Linked DNA regions of Zea mays: all the other regions are linked to region 4. Evidence: chromatin contacts called from public Hi-C data. All regions are on one chromosome and are shown on one strand. The core of a region is the stretch at or near the end of the contact, and the rest is flanking DNA. Distances in the headings are between cores, read along the strand shown.

Region 1 (5,004 bases), core at 1,420-3,919, 200 kb after region 4:
AAACGGAAAAAAGTCCCTATATATACTGAATGCAAATCCATTCCGATAGAACCCCTCACATTTATCAGCTGCAGACCCCCACGTGGACAGAAGTTATATGGAGTCTCAAGCAGCTATGACTTTTGTGTGTATAGATCTACAGCTTGTAGATTCGAGAGGCTGCAACAGAATAGGATTGCATCTGGCTGCAACAAACTAGAAACAGCCTAGCGTTCTGTTTATGAAGGGCCTTTATCCCACCACGAAACAATTTCCCGGCACTGTTTCACTCAAGTTACTTGTCAAAAAAAATATATTATCACTCAAGTTTGCACATGAACGACGGAACTTGCTTGCAATAGCCGCCCGCTTTCGTTTCAGTTACCACGTCGGCGTTGCAATCAGAATCAATCGTCCTCCCGAGTCCCAGGTCCCAACAGCAGCACAACTTCACAGGCAGAAAAACAAACTGGAGCGATCGCCAGTACCATCACAATGTCAACCACTGGTAAAAGGCAGAGGGCGCTGCTTGTCAAATGAGCGCGGTTGGGTCGCCTCCGCCTCCACGGGAAGCAAGCAAGCCAGCCAGCCAGCCGGCGGCGACGGCGACCGGCCAACTCCTGGCCGGTGGCGGCGATGTGCATGGGGGTCAGAGGCTGGCGGGCGGTCCCAAAGAAACCAATCAGTCAGGTGGCCGGACCAACCCGGCATATATCCCCCAACCAACCGGGGAATTGTGTTGACCTAGATGACTCGACGGATCTCAGGTCTCAGCTGTTGGAGTATAATGCGTGTCTGATCGGACAGGTATATACATATATATACTGCAACCAATCATGCGTCCACCTTACTAGTAGTACTACCTCGATGATGCAGTTCCCAGGTCTGAACCGAACCATTTTAGCTAGCTTACAGTGGTTGGCACCACCCCATGATTGTTCTAAGAACGCCACAACCTGCACCGTCTTCTTTTTATTCTGCAGGGGATTAAAAAGGAAACGGTGGTTACCAGAAGATTGTTTACTAGTACTAAGCCGGAGTTAGATTGGAAGCAGGAGGAGCTAGCATGGATACCCAGCCATGCATGGTTCGTTCCAGAAGTTGCAATGGTTGGGACCAAAATCAAATCATTCAAGGTGAGAGGACCGTTTCAGGGATGTAGTAGTGCTAGTGTAGACCTGCATTATATTATTCAGAGAGGTGGTACCAATGCCATACGCTAACTGCTAATCATTCTCCGGTTGGGATATGGTTCATGATTACACAAGTCAGCCTAATGATAAGCTGCAACAACTGGGAAAAACAACAGCAGCAGCGAACCGTATGATTTTCTGAGAGGGAAAAAGCGTATCATATTTCAAAAGGGATGGTAAAACTCCGCATTGTCGCTGAACTTAAAATGTATTAGCATCTGCGAATTGACTTTATAGTTTTCCAGACTATACTATAGACTATAGTACGTAGAGAGACCAGCAAAGATAATAAAAAGATCTAAAACTACTGTGGCGCTGCAGGCGAAATTTTAGCCTGTTTGTTTCGCTACCTCGCTTGCCATAATTTTTCAAGCCTAAGGCTAGCCAGGTTTGATAGAGTTAGGCGTGCTTTTGGTTTGTAGCCGCGGTTGTAACATGATTTTTCTACTGATGCGTAGGTTCCGGTCATCAATGACTCATAAAAAGTGTGACAAAATTCTCTTAGTCACACCATGGTCTGACGCGGAATTTGAACACCTATGGGTTGTTTGATTTGCTGCCTAAAATACCACAACGTGTCTAACTTTTCTATCTAAGGTTAATTTTTTATTAAGCAACTAGCTCAGACATATTATAGCACCTTAGGTAGGAAAACAAACATGTCCATAACCTTAGACAAGTATGGTAGAAAACGTGTGTCAATGCTTGGCACGATAGGTATGCAAACAAACATACCGATGATGAACTGTTGCCCGTAAGGTCAGATTAACTCTGGAGTGAAGAAATATGGCTAAGGACTTGAACTGATTGAACTAGCGTTCCTTCTCTGTTGTCTCGTGTTCATGATGATGATGAAGCTAGTGAGATTGAAGACATCAAGGCATGTAGATATTTTTTCTCTGTTGTACAACACTAGCTAGCATGATTAGCAAGCTGCGCTACTCTTTTAGTAAGCTACACAAGCATATAGATATTTTTTCTCGAGCGCATGCAAGTCGTACAAGCTAGCTGCCAATGCCACGTGGGGCATCGCACAGTTAAGAAAACCAAGTGGTCGTGGCATACTGGCGTGCATAACAGCAGCTCAGAAACGTACAAAGTAAAGAAGTACAAACCGTCCAATAAATATTTGTTCACAGGGGAAAAAAAACTACTGCAAATACAAAGCGCTGTCGTCGCCAACGGCAGGCACGTTTACAAGGTCCCACTTTGCTTTTAAACACGATCCCCCTTTCCCCCCGTTTCACACTTTGCGGCACCGCCAGAGCCCGATCGAGCCCATCCCACACCCAACGACGAGCCAGCGCGGCGACGTGGTCGGCCCGCCCACGGGCCCGTCATCCGCGACCCCGATCACGGCCATCCACGTGTCCCGGACGCGCATCTGCTCCCGGCTCCCCCTGTCCCGTCCTCCTCCTCCTCGTTCCTTCGGCCCCTCCCCTCCCGTCTCTGCCCGCCGCGCCTATAACTACTCCACCACGGCCGCCCTCGTAAACGATCTGCGGTTTCTTCCACGCACCAATCATTTCGGCCACACTGCACACGGACGAAACTCGCTCGTCCTTCGCCTCCAGCAGCAGCCGATCCGTATCCAGTTCCCGTGCCGTGCCCACCAGGGGGAACCCGATCGATGGGAAACTGCTGTCTCGAGAGGCCTCGTCGCGGTGGCAGCGGCAGTGCGGGCTCCGTGCATTACGCCAGGACGAACCCCGTGTGGGTGGAGGACAGGAGGGAGGAGGCGTGCAAGGGCGAGGGCGAGGGCGCCGGCCACGCGCCGGCGGCGGCCACGGAGGTGAAGATCAGGATCACTAGGAAGCAGCTGGAGGAGCTGCTGCGGCGCGTAGAGGACGGCAAGCACGGCGGTGGCTGCGGAGTGCCCGTCCAGGACGTCATCTCGGAGCTCCTGTGCGTGGCCAGCACTAGCTCCAACTTCCGGCACAGGGAGGAGGGGCAGTGGCGGCCGTCGCTGCAGACCATACCCGAGTGAGACGGACCATGGTCTGATTGACGATCAGATCATGTTACTTGATATTACTTGCTGTTTTAGTTATTTAGCACCTCCGTCAATCCATGCATGCGTGGCTTAGCCATTTGTTGCCATATTCATACTAGTAGCATAGCATTAGATACCAGATAGGGTGTACATTTGTTAGGTCTTGGATCAGGAGACCAATCTATCTTAATAAAGTATATTGATAGACATATAAGCTATGAAGAGTTATTTATCTTTTTTTTTGTTGAGTAGATACATCTCTGCTTACCTGTTTTTGCTTTGGACATTGGATTGTGGAACTATGGAGTACAGATTACCATCGGAGCTTGTACTTTGTTAGTAATTTTAGCTCATTTCAGCTTGGTTGAACTGCTTTTGAAGTGGAGGGTTTCTGAATCGTGTCGCTAAATCTGTACTGTGCTGTTTCGTTTAGTAGTGCTCTACTGCTCTTAATCCACTTATGATCATCAGATCATGGATGAAGATGAAGCAGGAATATTGACATGCAGTACAATAGAATCCCTGTTGTCTGTTCTGATGCCTTGTGCCTCCTCTGTTCATACCATTATGTAGACATTGGACATACCATTATGTAGACATTGGAGGCGCTCGAGGTCAGAGTGATTGAGATGGTGAACATCCATTCCTCAGCTGCTCTCATTCTTTTTTTTTTTGGTGTTTTTATGGTGGTGCCCTCGGTTTTGCTGTTGTCCTCATTTTTACCCTTAGTTGTGTTTTTTGCTCAGTTTTACCCTTCTGTTCTATAGCACTGAAAAAGGCAAAACTGAGCAAAAAAAAAAAAACACAACTAAGGGTAAAAATGAGCACACCAGAAAAACCTTTTTTTACTCCATCGTGAATTCTGACCATTTCTGGCGCTTGATTTCTGAACATGTCGTCCGTTTGTTTTTTCTCTATTTTTTTTATTTTTTGGCTTCTCCAACGCCGAGTTCTCACCAGCACGTTCGTTCAATTGTCCATGTATATTGGTTTTCTTTGTAGATAAAATTATTTTGGTCATTAACATGCGCTTCTAAAGGCGGTTAACTAAATTAGTTGAGCTATGGATTGATTTGTCAAACATATGTAAGCTATTTTTTGGTTTTGTTTTCCAACCGAGATTCTGTTCCACGCACGAACAGTTCTGATCTAGGCCGTGTTGACTTTAAAGGAGATCAACCGTTCTCGACTTATTCTTTTTTTCAAATTAGTTTTTTACAGATCAGCATGTTTTGCATTAAGAGATAGCAGAGATGTTTAAACTATGTGCTAGGCTGTATCCGCGTCGGAGTTTGTCTACTGTATTACACTAAGATAAATGTTTTCGGTTTTTTCAGTTCATATTCGCATCCAATTGTCGCTTCACAAATGAAAGCAAATCGGAAGCAGTTTATAATTTCAAGTGGTTGACAAGCGAATTAGCAGATTATGAGGTGTTTGGGATGGCTTTAGGTTCTAGCTCTAGTGTGGAGATTTAGTTTATAATATCAATTTAAATAGTTTTAAATATTTCTAATAATCTGCTTCATTAACTCTACCAATTTTTCTGGAACTATAGTTGTTCCAAACATCTCATCCAAAATAGTCCTAAACATCTCATTCGAAATAGCGTGGTCCAAAATTACACGCATGCATGGCGACCGGATTTTCTACCTAGCTAGGGTAAGGTGGATTGAACTTACAGAACAATCCGTAGAAACATTTTTGGGCCGTATATTATTGTGAGCACGGGGGAATTGAAAAGTTCTTGTGGTTGATGATGTTACTAGCTGGTGATCCATTCACCTCATCGAGGATTTCTATATAAATAGATATAATCACTGTCATGTCAGCGGACCT
Region 2 (5,251 bases), core at 1,558-4,057, 140 kb before region 4:
ACGTATCCAGGCGTGGGTGGCCGAAGCCCGGACCCCCTCGAGTGCGATCCGGGCCCATGATCAGGGAATGCTTGGGAATACCATGTCGTCGCTTATTCTCGGGCCTATCCCTTATCCAGGCAGGGGCATGAAGAGACGGATGGAGAAGACGAGATGACATGATCGTTACACCCTACGCACGAGAGCGTATCAGGCTACACCGCAACCTACATCAAGACCTGAGTTCCGATTAGACGGGGCAAGGTGACAGGATAAGGACGACAGAAGATCGTGCAACGTCCAAGAAGGGATACAGACTCATGAAGATCTAGCGTTGTCAGCTCTACCCAATTGTTTCTCGTTCCATATTGTACTCTCTTAGGCCCATCGGTCAGAGCCAAAACTCCCTTGTATGTGCCTTCCTTGGACTATAAAAGGGAGAGCACTTGCTCTGTAGCAGGGAGAGGTCAATCTAACACTCGGACCTTCGACTCCCTAACTCTAAAGCAATATAACTCATAGTGAATGTGAGATACTATGCTCCGGTGGCCTGAAACGCTCTAAACCCTTGTGTTCTTGTGTCCATCTAGAAGGCCAGACAATCAACTAAACCTACTCCTCATCAGAGTACCAGGGCGGATGCAATCTACCACCCGGCCGGAGGATTCGCCCCTGCAACAACGTGTTTTGACAATTTTTGTAGTTGAAAACACTATCTTAGTGGTTGCAGGTTAGGCAAGAGGGACTACCATTAATCTTAATAATCTATTAATCCGTAGAACTTTTACCCAATTTAATGAGTCCTTTCATCAGCGAGTGATGGTAATGTATTTAGCTCTAGGTGATGTATACACCAAGCTGATAATGTGGAAGTTGGCGTTTTAATTGGAACTTTCTTGATTGAAAAATCAGTGGTGTAACTTTGATATATCAAAAGTGTCTGTTCTTGGATTCAAAGAAACAGAGAGCGATAAAAGCTCTATCGCAAAGCTAAAACGATCATCTAACTCAATTAGTTGTTGATCAACCGTTACATTAAACACATCTACTTTATAATAGTGAAGAGTTACAGTGTTACCACGCTTGTCACTGTATTACGTCGCCATAGCAAGCTTGATTCCAATATGCTCCATCCATCCACAGGACAGGATTGTGATAACTGATGAGACCAAGATATGAGCCGGCGTTGTTATCATGGTGTCATATATAGTTTACCTTCATCCCCTACCGGCCTGATGATTCTGAGGAAGTGACGTGATTCAACTGCAGCATTATATGTTTCTTCTCTTAACAATGTTTTTTTATAAAAAAAAAGAACACAGAAGTTTGATAAATTTTGCATGAAAAAGCAATCCTGTCAAATTGCTTTGAGATTTATGTGTTCAAAACAGCCTCGTCTTAGTTGCTATTGCACCTTTACTCATGTACTAGGTAGGGTGTTTGGTGCATGCCGCAGGATGCCGAGCCGTAGCTGATTCGTGCCAAACATTTGGAAGACTTGGGCATAAAAATACACTGAGCTTCGACGTCTCAGTTGCGGCAAGATTATACATTTTGGCATCTCTGGATTGAAATTCTTGTGTGTCGCAAGGAACACAGAACTCCGTTGCGTTTGTGCTATTATCAGGAATTACAGGCAGAGTGGAGAAAATGAGGAAAAAGAATTATATATAGCAGGAGCACCGCACCACCAAGGGGACTCAGGCTCAGCCAGCGAGGGCGTCGGCACCGGCGACGATCTCGAGGATCTCCCCGGTGATCTTGGCCTGGCGCTGTCGGTTGTAGGCGATGGAGAGGTTCTTGCGGAGCTCGATGGCGTTGTCGGTGGCGCTGCTCATGGCGCTCATCCGGGCGGCGAGCTCGCTGGCGAGCGACTCCTGCAGGGCACGGAGGATCTGGCTGTTGAGGTAGAGCGGGAGCAGCGCGTCCAGGATCTGCACGGGGTCCTGCTCGAACTGCACCACGGGGGAGAAGGGCTGCGTCTCGATCTTCACCTTCTCGCGCTCCACGGTGAGCTTCCCCTCCTTGGTGGTGAGGCGGAAGAGCTCGTCCTCGGTGGCGTCCACGCAGACGCCGTTGACGTCGCAGATCTCGCCCTTGGGCGACATGGGGAGCAGCGTCTGGATGATGGGGTCGGAGCGCACCAGCGACACGAACTTGGAGTAGAGCAGCTCCACCTTGTCCACCTCCTCGGAGACGAAGAGCGAGTAGACGAGGTCGCAGATGGCCTGCGAGTCCTTGACGGTGGGCACGCTGCTCACCTCTAGATCGCGCTCCAACGGGATGTAGGGGCGGCGCTGGAAGTAGGCGTTGCCCTTCTTCCCCACGCTGACGACGGTGTACTGGAGGCCCAGCTGCTTGAGCTCATCGATGCGGGTTTCCGCCTTCTTGAGCACGTTGTTGTTGAAGCTCCCGCAGAGGCCGCGCTCGCCGGTCAGGACCACGAGGGCCACCTTCTTGACGGGGCGGGTGCGGGTGAGGGGCAGGTCGATGTCCTCCGTCTGGATCTCCTGGTTCATGTTGTAGAGCACCTCCACCAGCGCCTCCGAGAAAGGGCGAGAGGAGACGACGGCCTCCTGCGCGCGCCGGACCTTGGCGGCGGCCACCAGCTTCATGGCCTCCGTGATCTTCTGCGTGTTCCTGACGGAGTCGATGCGGGTGCGGAGCTCACGGAGGGAACACCGCACCAGGAGACCCGAGCGCGGGGGGGAGCGCCGTCGGGTGGTGGAGGCGCTGCTGGCGAGCGCCGAGGAGGACCAGGCGGTGGAGAGGTGGGAGCACGACATGGCTGCTGGTCCGCGGCGCGCGGGGTCGGGGGGAAGCGGAAGAGACAAGGGGCGGGACGGGATGGGAGCGAGGGAAATGGGTTTGGATGGATTGGGTTTGGGTGGAGAGGTGTGCACGGTGGGGTATTCAAGCCGAGCTGAGTGGTGGAGGGGCAGTGATGGCGAGATGGGGAGGATCATGTGGATCTGCCGAGCTGGCTGCACCGCTTTGCAATATGACGCTCTCCGCAGTCCATTTTTGCTTGTCAGGAATGGAAAACAAAATAATGCTCTGGGGAAACTGGGATCCTGCCCAGGATATCCCACGGTAAAATAGCAGATACTCCCTACGATCACAATTTGGAGGAGCTTTGGCCCATCTCTACAGGAATCAAATCGTTTCCAGTGAAATCCTGAATAGTTTCTGTGTTCCAAACGCAACAAGTTTCAAGCCTGTCCCGAAGAAACCAATTTGAGCTCAACTCCCAGTTAAAAACGGCACTTTGAAGATTTAATCTGCTGAGTTGAACTTCACTGTTGATTTTTCTTGGACTTAAATTGTTAGTACTCTAAATCCTCACGTATAAAAAAACGGCTCAACAAAACTGATGCAAAGTTCATCTCAAAGAAATACATAGGAGATGAAATTGGTATTTCAAGGTACTCGAACAAACACACAGATTGAGATACATACAAGTACAACAATATCAGGTTTAAGGGAATGGAACAAGTACAACAAGATCAAGTTTAAGGGAATGGAACCAATTCTGGAAAGTAAGTTGAACCTCAGGGTACCAACGACAGCATGACACCCGCGTAAGCCTAATCCCTTGCAGTTGCAGATTGAGGATCTTTCCTTGGTGGCTTGTAGACACTGAAGTCACCAAAATCCCGCCGTCCACTGAACCACACAAGAGGTCATACAGATAACAGTAAATATCTGGTGATGAAAGGAAATCTGGACAAAAAGACATTACGACAAATAGAAAGATCTTTTAAGGTCACTGGTACATGGCTATAACTTCGATATTCGCTACAGCTTGGCCAATTCTAAGCACCAGGAAGTTCAGGCAATTATGCAACTAATCAGCATGCATAGCGCACAAGAGAAGATATATATGAAAGGCAAACAACCTGTGGTTAATATTCCAGCCAGAAGGTAAATAACGGGGGTGAACAGCTTCAACAAAGATCTGCCTCCACCTTTGGCAAAACTGGTTAACAAATTCCTCTCCACCATTAGAAAACAAAAGTTCCACAACTTGTTTACCATGATGCCCATGACCCAACAGGGATATCTTCTCAGCATTCTTGGAAATGACCTGACTAGAATTGTCACATATGGATTGTTCCTTGTCGTCATGACTGTTTCCAGGAGTACAGGCACCTCTTGCTTGCTGCTCGGTATCGGTCTCGAGTGTCACAGTGTCATGATCAGAAGTGGTGTCCTCCATGCTGACTGGCAAACTTGAGCTTCCCTGGCTCAGGGTTAAATTCTCTAGCTGGTTTTGATTCCCTGTCTCATCAAACTCTTGCTGACCATTACTACCAGTTCCAACCTCAGGAAATCGCGCAGATAAGGCATGACAATTTTCTGATCCATGTCCACTGTCTTCTGAGATGGTATTGCTGCTGCTCTTTCTAATAATAGTTTGAGCCTGAGCTCTAAACGAATATCCCTTTTTCTTTTCAAGACGCCTTCGCTCATGAGGGCTCATACCAACAAGTAATGCCATCTCGAGATCTTCAGGAGTCACATCTCTACCACCATAGTATGACTTCACAATCTGCAAAGAATTGAACTGGTTCATAACAGCAACCTATAGCTAAGAGCAAGTACATATTTAACAAGGGAAGCATATGGACGGATAGGATCAAACATGTTAATACGTCGATGTCACTATGTCAGCTCCAGAAACTGTTAAGTAATCCATATTGAGCCAGAAATACAAAAAGGATGTCATCACCTGCATTAGCTCTTCACATCTCTTCAATGGCATAGTGGATCCATGACGTAGAAGAGCCATGGCAGCAGTCCTCAGCTGCAATGGGGAGACACCTGTTCCATTCAATTTATCTTCAGATACTGATGTGTTGGTAATCAAACTTATATCACCCGAGTTCATTATCTTTTGCACAAAAAGGGGTATTCCAAATTCTTCTGCTATTCGCCTCTTGTATTTCTCAGCTGCTGAATGAGCTATTTCATGACAGTCTACACAAAGAAGTACAATATCATGTGAACGATGGCTCTTTAAATGTTCTGGAAAATGCATCCTGTAGCATGACGGTATTATTCTGTATCTAATATAATGGCTCTTTTCTCCACAGCCCACACAAATATTTTTCTTGCTCTGAATATAGAACTCGTTATCTTCATCCTCTGGACGACCTTTAGGTTCAAAGAGAAGCATGATTGCTGGAGGACTATTTTCAATCAATTTCGCCAAATTACGCTGAATGTACCTGGGATAGAAGAGCTCATCAGTTTGCCAAAATAATTCTTC
Region 3 (5,294 bases), core at 961-3,460, 130 kb after region 4:
TCTACTTTTAGTGATGCGAACAAAAAACTAGAATAACAATTAGTGTTTTGGCATATCAATATATTTTATCATCGCTCCTTGTCATAGACCACGCTACGACTTTCTGCTCGTGCTTCAGCTTCCATGCTACCCCTCGTCTGAAGACATCAATTGCGTCGTCCAACCTTCCTTTTTAGATTATGGTATCGGAGAAAGTAACTGGGTTAATGGTCCAACCTTCCTTTGTAGTTTGTGATATCGGAGAAAACCACTAGGTTAATGGTGCTGGCATAGATATTGTAAAAGGAAGTTTGATTATATTATTGTTGGTTGTACGTGGGAGGAAACAAATGGACTATGTAATTATGGAATTGTAGATAGGGATGCAATAGACAACTATGTAGGTTTTGATAGATGATGCTTTATAGTAGTGGAGATTAGTTGTTGCCAAAGAATTGTTTAGATAGTGAGGTCGATGATTATCTTGTTTGTTTTCATGTATCCGTTTTGCACCAACATCTTATCGAATAATTTGTATACCGTTGCAACGCACAACATTGCACTATGTAGTGGTGAAATAGCTAGATTAAAATAACAAAATTTATGCATGGCTAGGATCACAAACGGGTTACGAAATATTTTCTCATAACAATATAGTACACATTTATACATAAGTTATCATGATATTATATGTTTCCGTTGCAACGCACGGGCACTTACCTAGTGTATATATAGTTATGCACAATAAATAACTTGTCCTTTTAGAGGACTTAGGGAGTAATATAATTGCAATAGTACAAATTCCAAATACGACTGTTCGCTCCGAGCGTTCGTTCATTGCAACTTCTATGACGTTGTAACAAAAGTTCATCAAAGATCATCCATCAGGGATTCTTCAACGATAGGATACATCATTATAGTGTGTTATTCTGCGATAATGGGGATATTTTGCCAGTAACACCTAAACCATCTAGGGTTATGCTATCAGGACTTTAGAGGATACCATAATTCCACATTTAGTGGAATATAACATTAGTAAATCTTGTGGAATGCACATGTGCTTATTTGACGAACTTCAAGTCATGTGGTACCTCATCTTATAATTTCTCATGTTTGTATGGGTGTTTATCCCTTTATAGGGTTATCAAATTTTGGTGTTCAACACAAACTTTGTTTCTGCTGGAAAGATTCCATCAGGGAACTATAATCACAGCTAGGAGATATTCTCTCTACACATAGTGTGATCATTCATCACAGCTAGGAGATATTCTCTCTACACATAGTGTGATCATTCATCAAGAATGTATTTTACAATACGAGATTTATATGTTGGATTTTTATAACTCAAGATTGTGAGTCCTCCTATGTCTCATGTTGGATCTTCATAATCCTTTAACTGTATATTTTAATTCATGTCATTTGTCGGATTATATCATATAGCAGAAAAATGTTTATTCAACACATATGTTGGGATGTGCCTCTCACATGACCACTTGAATCACCACATTCACCACATATTATTTCGATAGTGTCCATAAATGTTCGAACTTTAATATCGCGACTTTCTCTTTGCGATTATTGGTTCAACTTCGATTGCATTTATCAGTGATATGATAAGAGAGCTTCGAGCACTCATGTCTAGGAATTTGTTTTGATCCGTTTGCAATCTAGAAAGGCAATATATGTGTCGACACATTTGCCTCCCACATTTAATAACGACCTTCGCCATTTTTCAAAACGAAAGATTAAGTGTTCCACATTCCTCGCACAATAACATTGTGTGCATTGATAGAAACTTCATCATTAGGATGAACTTCTTCGCGAGACAAATCACCAATAGGGTGATTTCATAATAGGAGAGTTATCACAGACCACGCGAATCTATAATCAGCATATGCTTTAACTAAGGCTGGTGGATCATATTCGCAGACGTCCTCGCAGAACATATCAAATGTTAATAAGTCAAATGTGGACATGATATTAATCTTGGATAGCATTCAAATCAATATAGTTACTCCTTCAGCGATTTCTGACAAACTTCATATACATAGGAGCACACAACAAACGACAAGTTTAGCTTTTGTGCATTTTATAGAATATCAAGGCATTACACTTGATGATTATTTATCTTCTCTTAATGTTGAGATGTTTTAAAAACATACACTAGGTATTTTAAATGTTAGTTTAAAATTTATTAGATTATATAATCTAAAGATATTATAATTCTAAACAAACACTCCATTTATAATTTGGACATGAGTAGTCCGTAGTCGCTACCACTATAGTGGGGCACAGGCGATCGCATATTCGCACCCACCCATCACACGACAAAATCCCTCACCCTCGTGAGTCCTGACGTCCTCGCCCGTGCTCGCAGTTGGTAGGGTTCTAGCCATGGCGTGGAGCGCCGCCGCCGTCTCCAGGTTCGCAGCCGCCTCCCCACCCGCGGCACCCATCTCCGTCAGGCTTGGAGCCGCCGCTTCTCGCTCGTCCCTGTCCTTCTCCAGTGGGCGCCGACGCCCCGTGGCCGCGTCCCTCTCGACCTCTGCCACCGGTACGCCTCCCGCTACTTTGGCGCCAAACAGACGCGCGGATTGCTACCATTTCTTTGCACTTACTGTTTATCTCGTCGTGTCGGGGGGGGGGGGGGGGGGGGGGGGGGGGGGGGGGGGATACCTATTGTTTGTAATGACATCCTTGTTTCAAAACGGAGGATGGATTGCTTCAGCGATTCGATTGTAGGGGCAGCTAATCCATGGCAATAATTAGCTACAGATGTGCAATGCTGAATTTGCTGGTTAACATTTTATCTCCATGAAAAGGCAACAAAGTTTGCATTATGCAATGAGAAGTGCAAGCTCACTCAGCGTCAACCAATAAAAAACTAGAGATTGCAGATCTGGCTGGATGGTCACTTGTTCAGTATTTCAGTGCGTATGACACCAGCAATGCCCGATATAAGCATAAATAATGATCTAAATGTCCAAGGGGAAAGCAAAGCAATGATTATCTTTCTGATATCAAGGGGATTGCTGAATACGATGGGATTTGTAATAAAGTGCACATAAAAGTTTCTGGTGTTCATATAGGTTGGGAATCTTGGATATACATGGTTCTATGTAAGAAACTGCTCTCACAAGTGCTGAATGATTACTAGTATTTAGTAGTGAGTTTGCTAGAAGAGTGCTATACCCCTTTAAAATGCTATTAAGCGTCTATTATGCTACTGATTTTTTTTTCGCAATCCCGTATTTGTAGCTGAGAATCATGAAATTTAATGTCACAGTGGCATAGAGAGTTCACCCAAGCAATGTTAGCACAGTGTGAAAATGTAGTTAAGCTGAACAACAATTGCTCACCTGACCTGGTGTTTTCAAACATAAAAGAAATGAACTGGAATAAAGGACAACTACAAACCAAAAAACATGATTAACATGGTTTATGAGTTGCGAGTTGATGCTGTTGAACAACTAAACAAAACTGGTTCTTTCTCTTACACATGGAAACTCTGCGGGGCATTTGGTTATCTCTTGAGGGGGAAGTCTAAAATAGATTTTGAACGTCTTGGGCCATTTTGTATGCTATAATGACAATTTTGAGAAATTTGTTTAGCTGTAAAGGAGGCTGTTCAGACAGAGAAGGCACCACCAGCACTAGGCCCTTATTCTCAGGCCATCAAAGCAAATAATCTTGTGTTTGTTTCTGGAGTTCTTGGCTTGAATCCCGAGGTTTGCTTTTGCACTGTCGTTCTATCATTTTCTTGTTTTTTTCTACATTGCTTGTATCAGTTTCCTGGTTTTTCCACTGGACGAACCGATCAGTTTGCTGGTTGTAGGTGAAGAGACAACTAATATGCCTTTCTGTTTTCAGACCAGGAAGTTTATCTCTGAAAATGTTGAGGAGCAAACTGAGCAGGTGAAAATCTTGATTCTTTAATGCTGCTTACATGTGAGGTGTGAATATATATCATTTGTGATTTCTGAGTCGTTCACAGTATCTTTTAATCTTGCATAAAAAATATGTATTTCGAACATCTCTCATAAGAATTTACATGATTTGCACGTGCTATATAATAAACTGTCCGCAATATTTTAGAACTTTGTTATTGAATCTGCATTTGCTAAATGCAGAAATGGAATGCCTTGTATGATATTCTGCAAGAACATAAGTTGTCTTTGCAAATTGCAAGTTTGTGTTCTGAAAATACTTGTCTGCTGTATCTGCTGTAACTTACTCTCGGTGACAGGTTATGAAAAACATGGGCGAGATATTGAAAGCTAGTGGTGCTAACTATTCTTCAGTTGTGAAGACAACGATCATGTAAGTAAATGTTCTTTATGTTTTGCTCAAGATATTTTGATGTCTTCAGGTGTGATTCTATTATTTTACCTGCAGGTTGGCTGATCTGCAGGATTTCAATAAAGTAAACGAGATCTATGGCAAATGTAAGTTTGAGCTGTGTTGCTCCACCTGTTCCTAATGGTGTAATTCCATTCTTTAATAACAGAGCTGTGACAGCGTTTTACCATCATCAGATTCTGGATGTCACATATCGATAATATTTGTTTTCCCTTCTCTGAAGATATTTTCGTTCTTGCTGCAGATTTCCCGGTGCCAGCACCTGCACGATCAACCTACCAAGTGGCGGCGCTGCCACTGAATGCCCGGATTGAGATTGAGTGCATCGCTGCTCTCTAATCAGATCATCCAACCACTCATTAAATCATCAATAAGCACCCAGGAATTTGTGGTAGAGGTACCTGTACCAGTTCAGTGTCTGAAAACTGCGGGTAACAAACCTTTGTGTCCCGGATAAGTGATGTGTGTGTGTGTGTGAGTGAACAGTGCATCTAGTAGGAGAATTGTTGCGTGGTTTGTTACTTGGATTCTTCGCTCTTTAGACAAGAAGTACCATGGCATCAACATCAATAGCCTACTGTTTTCTTCCCAATAAGAATGAATTGGCTTCCCCAACAGATCATGGATATAGTCGTGCGTAATATTGTTTTATAATGTAGACTATATTATTTATAGAGTGAATTTAAAATAGGAGATGAGATGTGACCTAGGATGGATAAGCTGCTGGAGATAATTGACACTTATTAAGGGTTGTTTGGGATAAGTGCTATTAGCTAAAAATTAGTCTAAAATAGCTCTAGTTCATCTGTTAGGGAGAAACCATACCTTCGTTTAGTGGTAAAACACCCTTCAAGTCTTTATTAGCAGTAGGTAAACCCATAATGGATCTAGCTTGGTGTCAGTTGACATCCTTGGGGCATTGTGTCATAGGGGCCAAGGTATGTGCTAGCTAGGTT
Region 4 (5,490 bases), core at 1,133-3,632:
CCGCACCGATCGCGGCTGCGACGAGCGCCGCAGCTGCGGCAACGTCTCTGCACTCCACCGCCACGATCATCGGCTCGAACCTGAACACCAGCTCGTCCCCCGCCACTCCCGACCCGCTCCCGCCGAACAGCTGCTCCACCACAGCGTCCGGATCGGCAGGGTCGTGCGATACGTATACCCACCCGCCGCCCCGCGCCTTCTTCTTCGGCTTGGGGGCGCCCTCGCCCCAGCCCTCATGCGGCGGCGGAGGCTGCGCGAGGACGGAGACGCGGCCGGAGCAGGAGGAGGTAGTGAAGAGGTCCGGGTGGGAGTTGAGGGCATCGAGGAGCGGAGCGATCGGGGCGTCGACACCGCCCTTCGGGGACCTGTCCGGCGTCGGCGAGGAGAGCGCAGCCAGCGCCGCCGCCTTCCGGCGACCGAAATCCATGTGACCAGAAGGCTGTCTTTCGCGGGGAGATTTCGAGAGGTGCTAGGGTTTGGGTTAGGCTTTTGCGAGGTTTAGGTACAGGCGTGCTAGAGAGACTTGACATTATGAAACACGACGACGAAATAGAGGCTCGGAGGGTTTCTCCGTTATAGAAAAGCTGGGTATAGCCAACACTCTAAAATGAACATGACAACTCTATTAACAAGTAACGACGATCTCAAACTCACGCCGTCATATTTCCGTTAACGACGATCTCAAACTCACGCCGTCATATTTCCGTTGTGGTCTCCTCTGCCTCGTGCTCTTCGCCATCCTCTGTGGTCTCCTCGGCGGCGGCGACGGGGACTCCTCTTCCTCCGCGACTTCCGCTTCCGCGTCTGCCAAGGACGACCGTCATCGCCATGCGTCCTCGGCGCCCGCAGCGGAGCCCGTCACGGTGGCAGCGACTACTACGAGCTCGGGGGACTGGGATGTGTGGCTACCATGGCGTATGTGGTCACCCTCTTCGAGCTTCACCAGAGTGCTCAGGATCCCAAATCCCCAATCCGGGTCATTGAACATCTCTAATAATTCCGTGTATGACGCCAAAGAAGTGCATCAAAGACGATACGCTTGCGCCTATCCACAGGGCCTGAACAGATTGGAGCAATGATGGCGAAGAACATACCCAGATCAACACGACCAGAACCAGGAGCATCAAGGACAGAGAGAATTCTTTCGTTGATTGCCTTGATGGCACCTGAAAGGTGTTTGGCTTGAGAAAAGAGAGGAGCCTGCGGAGAATAACCTCAAGAGCTGCTTTGCGTATTGACTTCTCAGGGATGCCAGTGTCTGAGTAAGATACGGGGACATCAGTCTCATTCATCTCTTTTCTAAGAAGCTCCACATCGCAGTGGCCTAGCTTCGTCATCCTCTCGAAGGCCCTTATATCTAGAGCATTGGCCAAATCCTGCCGCAAGGTAGTCTTCCTGCCAACCCTCTTGAACTTGGATGCCTCCACATTAACATAAGTCTGCTCCCCTTGACCATCATTTTTTCCTTTGGAAGGCTTTGGCTTTTTCTTTTGCAATGTCTTCAAATGTGAGATAGCATCATACACTTTCACCCTCTGTGTCATCTTAAACGCCTCCTTGAGTGCCTTCTTAGCCTCCTCAGATTCACCCTGCCCAAGCAAAGCCACCGCCTTGTTTAGCTGTGCACGCCAATGGTTTGGTCGGATGCTCAGCACACGAGTATACATCTCTGCAGCCCGTACGAAGCGGCCAGCATCCATGTTCAATCCACCAAGATTGTATAAGGCATCAACATGGCCAGGTTTGAGATCAATTGCTGTCTGAAACTCCTGGATAGCACGATCATCCTCCCCTACTGCATGCAGGGCCGACCCAAGGTCACAGTGCGCATCAGCATAGTCTTCCTTCAGGAAGATGGCCTCCTCCAGTGCCTTCTCAGCAGCTCGGTACTCCCCAACGCCAAAGAGAGCGCTCCCCAGGAGCTTGAGTGCCCTGGCATGAGATGGGCACAATATGGCGGCTTCTCGGTACTCCTTGACGAAGGTGAGGTAGTCACGGCTCGTCTCGTCCCACGGGGCGCTGGTGGATGCCGAATCCGCCGCGCCGGAGATCTCCCTGGACCACCCGGCCTCGGAGAAGGAGTCGAAGTTGCTGTTGCCGGCGCCGCCGCTCCCGTCGATGGAGCCCTTCCGCACCTGCTTTGAGCGGAGGCGCTTGACGAGTATATCTAGGTCGTCGAGGAGCCCCCAGGAGGAGTCGAAGGCGATGTCGTGGTTAGGCGAGCCCGCCCACGCCGTAATGGCAAATTTCTCCTCCCTGTCGGGGCTGCTCCGCACCTACAACGACGGCGCCATGCGTAATGGCAAATTTCTCCTCCCCGCCCTCCGCCTCCGCCGCGTCGCTGCTCGACGACCACGTCATGCGACGGGGAAGTACAAGGACATGGTCTACCTGCTCTCTGGTGCGAGGGTGCGGCTCTGGTGCGAGAGAGCGAGAGAGAAGGGAGATATCTGCGAGGAGGAGAGAAGGGAAAACTCGATGGCGATGGAGAACTCACGGCGCTTGGGACGGCGCCGGTATCAACGACAGTAATCGTGGTTCGAACCGTGTAATGGAGTCGTCATGTTCATTTTAGAGTGTTGGCTATGCCCAGCTTTTCTATAATGGAGAAACCCTCGCCTAAGCCTCTAATTCGTCGAAGCCGCACCGGTGGACTTTCATAATGGCAAATTTCTCGGCGTGCTACGGAGATCTAGGATTGGGCATTGGGCTAATCGAAGTTCGGATCGATTTTCGGTTTTGTAAAATTTAGTTTTTGAATAATATTTAGTTAGCCACATAGTTACCGTTTGATTCGTGAAATGTATGTAACGTAAATGATAATGATTCATAATCGAATACTAGCGTTAACAAGTTTAAATAAGCAAGCCGGTATCTATTTTTAGTGTGGTATGGATTATAGTTAGACCTAAACAAACATAATTTAATATTATCAGTTACTCATTATGTTATCAATATGTGAACCAAACGGCACATAGATCCGATTTTAAGAAAAAAAACTAAACTTTTAAAAATACGGTGAACTACTCCTACACAATAGGACCTACACGGCAGCTACACCAGCTAAAGTTTGTTGGGCATGTTGCCAATAGATCAATTGCAGTGGCTCAAAGGAAAGGTGATGTTGTGCTTGGCACTTCGAATGCCATGCCCTATATGATAAAGGAAGAAAGATGTATGTGAGCTATCACCGTGATGGCATCGACTAATATGTAAGCAGACCCGGTGTGTAAGCGTGCAATCATGTTTTCTAGTCCCGTATATGCCCATTCACTAGTGAATCGAATAGAGGGTTATTAATAAAATGTTACACACTGGTGGAACATGTTGATGGGAGGATCAAATTAAAAATTATTGATCCACCGTTGGATGGAGATCCCAGTGACTATAATAAGTGATTGCACGCTTGTACGCAAGATTTGCTTGCATATTAGTCGATGTCCATCATGATTAATTGGTTCATGAAGAATGGTAAACGAAGATTACTATAGTGATTTGATCGGTTTCGGTGTTCATTTTCAATTTTTATGCCCAGACCTGCTGGAGATTGTGCCTTCCATATGAGCCCATGCAAGGATGCGTTTGAATTCTACCCATTTCCACCCTTCCAGTTTCCAAAGCATCTAGGCCGTCGAAATTTGGCAAAGATACCAGTGTTAAGAACTACGTTACTATAGATCACCAGATCCGCTCCCTTCCCTCATGTCAGTTGTTTAGGCGCGAGAAGATGTTGAAGTTTCGTCCCCTTCCCATAAACACGACAGGGAACACACAAGACACGTGATGTATGGTTAGGCCTTTGGACTCTTTCTCTTCACTCATTATGAGGATATATACAAGTTCCTTATATAGATGAAGTCAGACCCCTTGTGGGCAAAAACATATTTGCCAACATAACCCTAACTATAATTACTTAACACTCACCCATGAGTGAATACCGCGACCAACACATGACCCATTAAAAACTACCAAAAACTCGATGGAAAAAACATGGAGAAAGAGTGCATGGCGACGCAAATTGTATTTACACTTTGTTGCCTCGTTAAAAACTTATGCAATAAACTTCAGGAAAACTCACAAATGGAAAAGAAGTACAACGATTATCATCAGGACATATTTCGATCTCCTAGATCTTGAATACACTTAATCTTCTACAAGAGCTAACTTTAGAAATGTGCTCCTCTCATCCTTGCAAAAATGTTTTAATACGATAACCCACCTTATTCTATAAGTATATGCATGTAGAGATTTAGCAAACAAATTGCATATTGCTGCAAGGATTATTTTAGAAACTTCACCTCGACACGCTTCTGGAAGTATATGCACGTATCGATTTATTTGATTGAAACTTCTGTAAGTACCAACATATTGATCATCGAGCTAATGCCTTCAAGACATACAATACGACATTCAGTTTCTTACAATTGTGATCAATATTAACCATTCGCCCCCCTGATGACGATATTTGTCAAAGTTTTTATCCCTCGTGACTTAAACATATTCTTCAAGATGTGCGTCTCGTTTTTCATCTAGAATAACGAGGATAGCTTATGCTGGGATGCTATAATTTTCTATCTTACACCATAATCTATACTACTTATTAAGGCTGTAAGGGTAGCCTGTCGTTCTGCCTCTGACGCTGTTCTGTCATCCAAACGTGCAGTAAAAAAAGGAGGCAGACTGAGGGATCGAACCCGAGACATGTTGAATTAGCAACATAACTCAACCCTTCAAACCACTCCACCACCTATACTTCTGAGTGAGAAAAAACAATCTTTCTCCCTTTACCATTTCCGTGGTTTTACTACTCATCTCCACCATAATATTGTGTCCCGAACATCCAGATTCCCACGATCTTCGCCCGAAGTCTCCTCCTTGGGTCCTTCCCTCGATTGATCCCAACTGCCACTACCCCATGCCGTCTCCGCCACCGAGTGCACGCATCTCCTCAATCGCACGCAACGCAAAACCCTAGCCGCGGTCGCTCCCGCCCGCTCCTAGCCCCGCGCCTTCGCGTCGCCGTCCTCCACTCTCCATGTCGACATCGACGTCGCGACCGTTGCTCCGCCCCTCGCGATTCTTCCTCCCCTTCTTTCCAAGCTATCTAGGTTTAAGGCAATCACTCTGGCACAAACCAAAATGGAGGAGGAGGCGCAAGTCGTGGAGGGCGGCGCTGTACGCGTGTGGCCTTGCTAGGCCACATCGACACACTAGGTCGAGGTCGGCCACATCAAAGCAGGAGCTGAGGAAATCATCGGCGCCCAGGGTGACGGCCTCCGAGGCACGGTTGACCACGAAGTAGCACCCGAAGGATCCTTCCCCAACTCCATGGCAGCGGCGTCATCACCGCCCCCGACCGTACGAGGTTCCAGGATGCAGTCGCCAAAGATGTGCCCGTACTAGGTATAAGCGCGTCGCAGAATCAATCTCGTTGCGATTCTACCTTGGGGTTCATTATGTGTTGTTGTGTTGGATGGGGAGAAGTGTCGA

Evidence for each region. Hi-C and Micro-C count contacts between places; a contact is called where the count stands out from the background.
Region 1: a contact with region 4 is called in a Hi-C map of ear, with 4 times the contacts expected there. The contact joins the promoter of LOC100274659 here to the promoter of LOC103633227 in region 4. A contact is called at or near these places in 17 of 25 Hi-C or Micro-C datasets (bundle sheath, ear, endosperm and 6 more) and 2 of 3 datasets of contacts at active chromatin or transcription factors (leaf and seedling).
Region 2: a Hi-C map of endosperm shows a contact between it and region 4, with 2.7 times the contacts expected there. The contact joins the promoter of LOC100284505 here to the promoter of LOC103633227 in region 4. A contact is called at or near these places in 6 of 25 Hi-C or Micro-C datasets (ear, endosperm, leaf and 2 more) and 1 of 3 datasets of contacts at active chromatin or transcription factors (seedling).
Region 3: a Hi-C map of ear shows a contact between it and region 4, with 2.4 times the contacts expected there. The contact joins the promoter of LOC100273379 here to the promoter of LOC103633227 in region 4. A contact is called at or near these places in 6 of 25 Hi-C or Micro-C datasets (bundle sheath, ear, endosperm and 1 more).

Annotation. Positions count from the first base shown.
Region 1 is chr7:162,182,439-162,187,442 of Zm-B73-REFERENCE-NAM-5.0, forward strand. LOC100274659 reads left to right here and starts at 2,670. Exons shown (of 1, transcript NM_001148984.1): 1 at 2,670-3,374. The coding sequence starts at 2,803. The coding sequence ends at 3,159.
Region 2 is chr7:161,835,036-161,840,286 of Zm-B73-REFERENCE-NAM-5.0, forward strand. LOC100284505 (ATP synthase chloroplast subunit2) reads right to left here and starts at 2,808. Exons shown (of 1, transcript NM_001157400.2): 1 at 1,486-2,808. The coding sequence starts at 2,765. The coding sequence ends at 1,686. LOC103633224 (Polynucleotidyl transferase ribonuclease H fold protein with HRDC domain) reads right to left here. Exons shown (of 12, transcript NM_001351852.1): 10 at 4,712-5,210; 11 at 3,879-4,531; 12 at 3,351-3,645. The coding sequence ends at 3,567. It also overlaps LOC109461486.
Region 3 is chr7:162,107,068-162,112,361 of Zm-B73-REFERENCE-NAM-5.0, forward strand. LOC100273379 (reactive Intermediate Deaminase A, chloroplastic) reads left to right here and starts at 2,211. Exons shown (of 6, transcript XM_008654926.3): 1 at 2,211-2,533; 2 at 3,592-3,707; 3 at 3,850-3,894; 4 at 4,226-4,299; 5 at 4,375-4,424; 6 at 4,583-4,955. The coding sequence starts at 2,374. The coding sequence ends at 4,677.
Region 4 is chr7:161,977,911-161,983,400 of Zm-B73-REFERENCE-NAM-5.0, forward strand. It overlaps LOC103633227 (tRNA wybutosine-synthesizing protein 2/3/4), which reads right to left and starts at 2,383. Exons shown (of 11, transcript NM_001374196.1): 1 at 1-2,383. The coding sequence starts at 427. It also overlaps the pseudogene LOC103634316.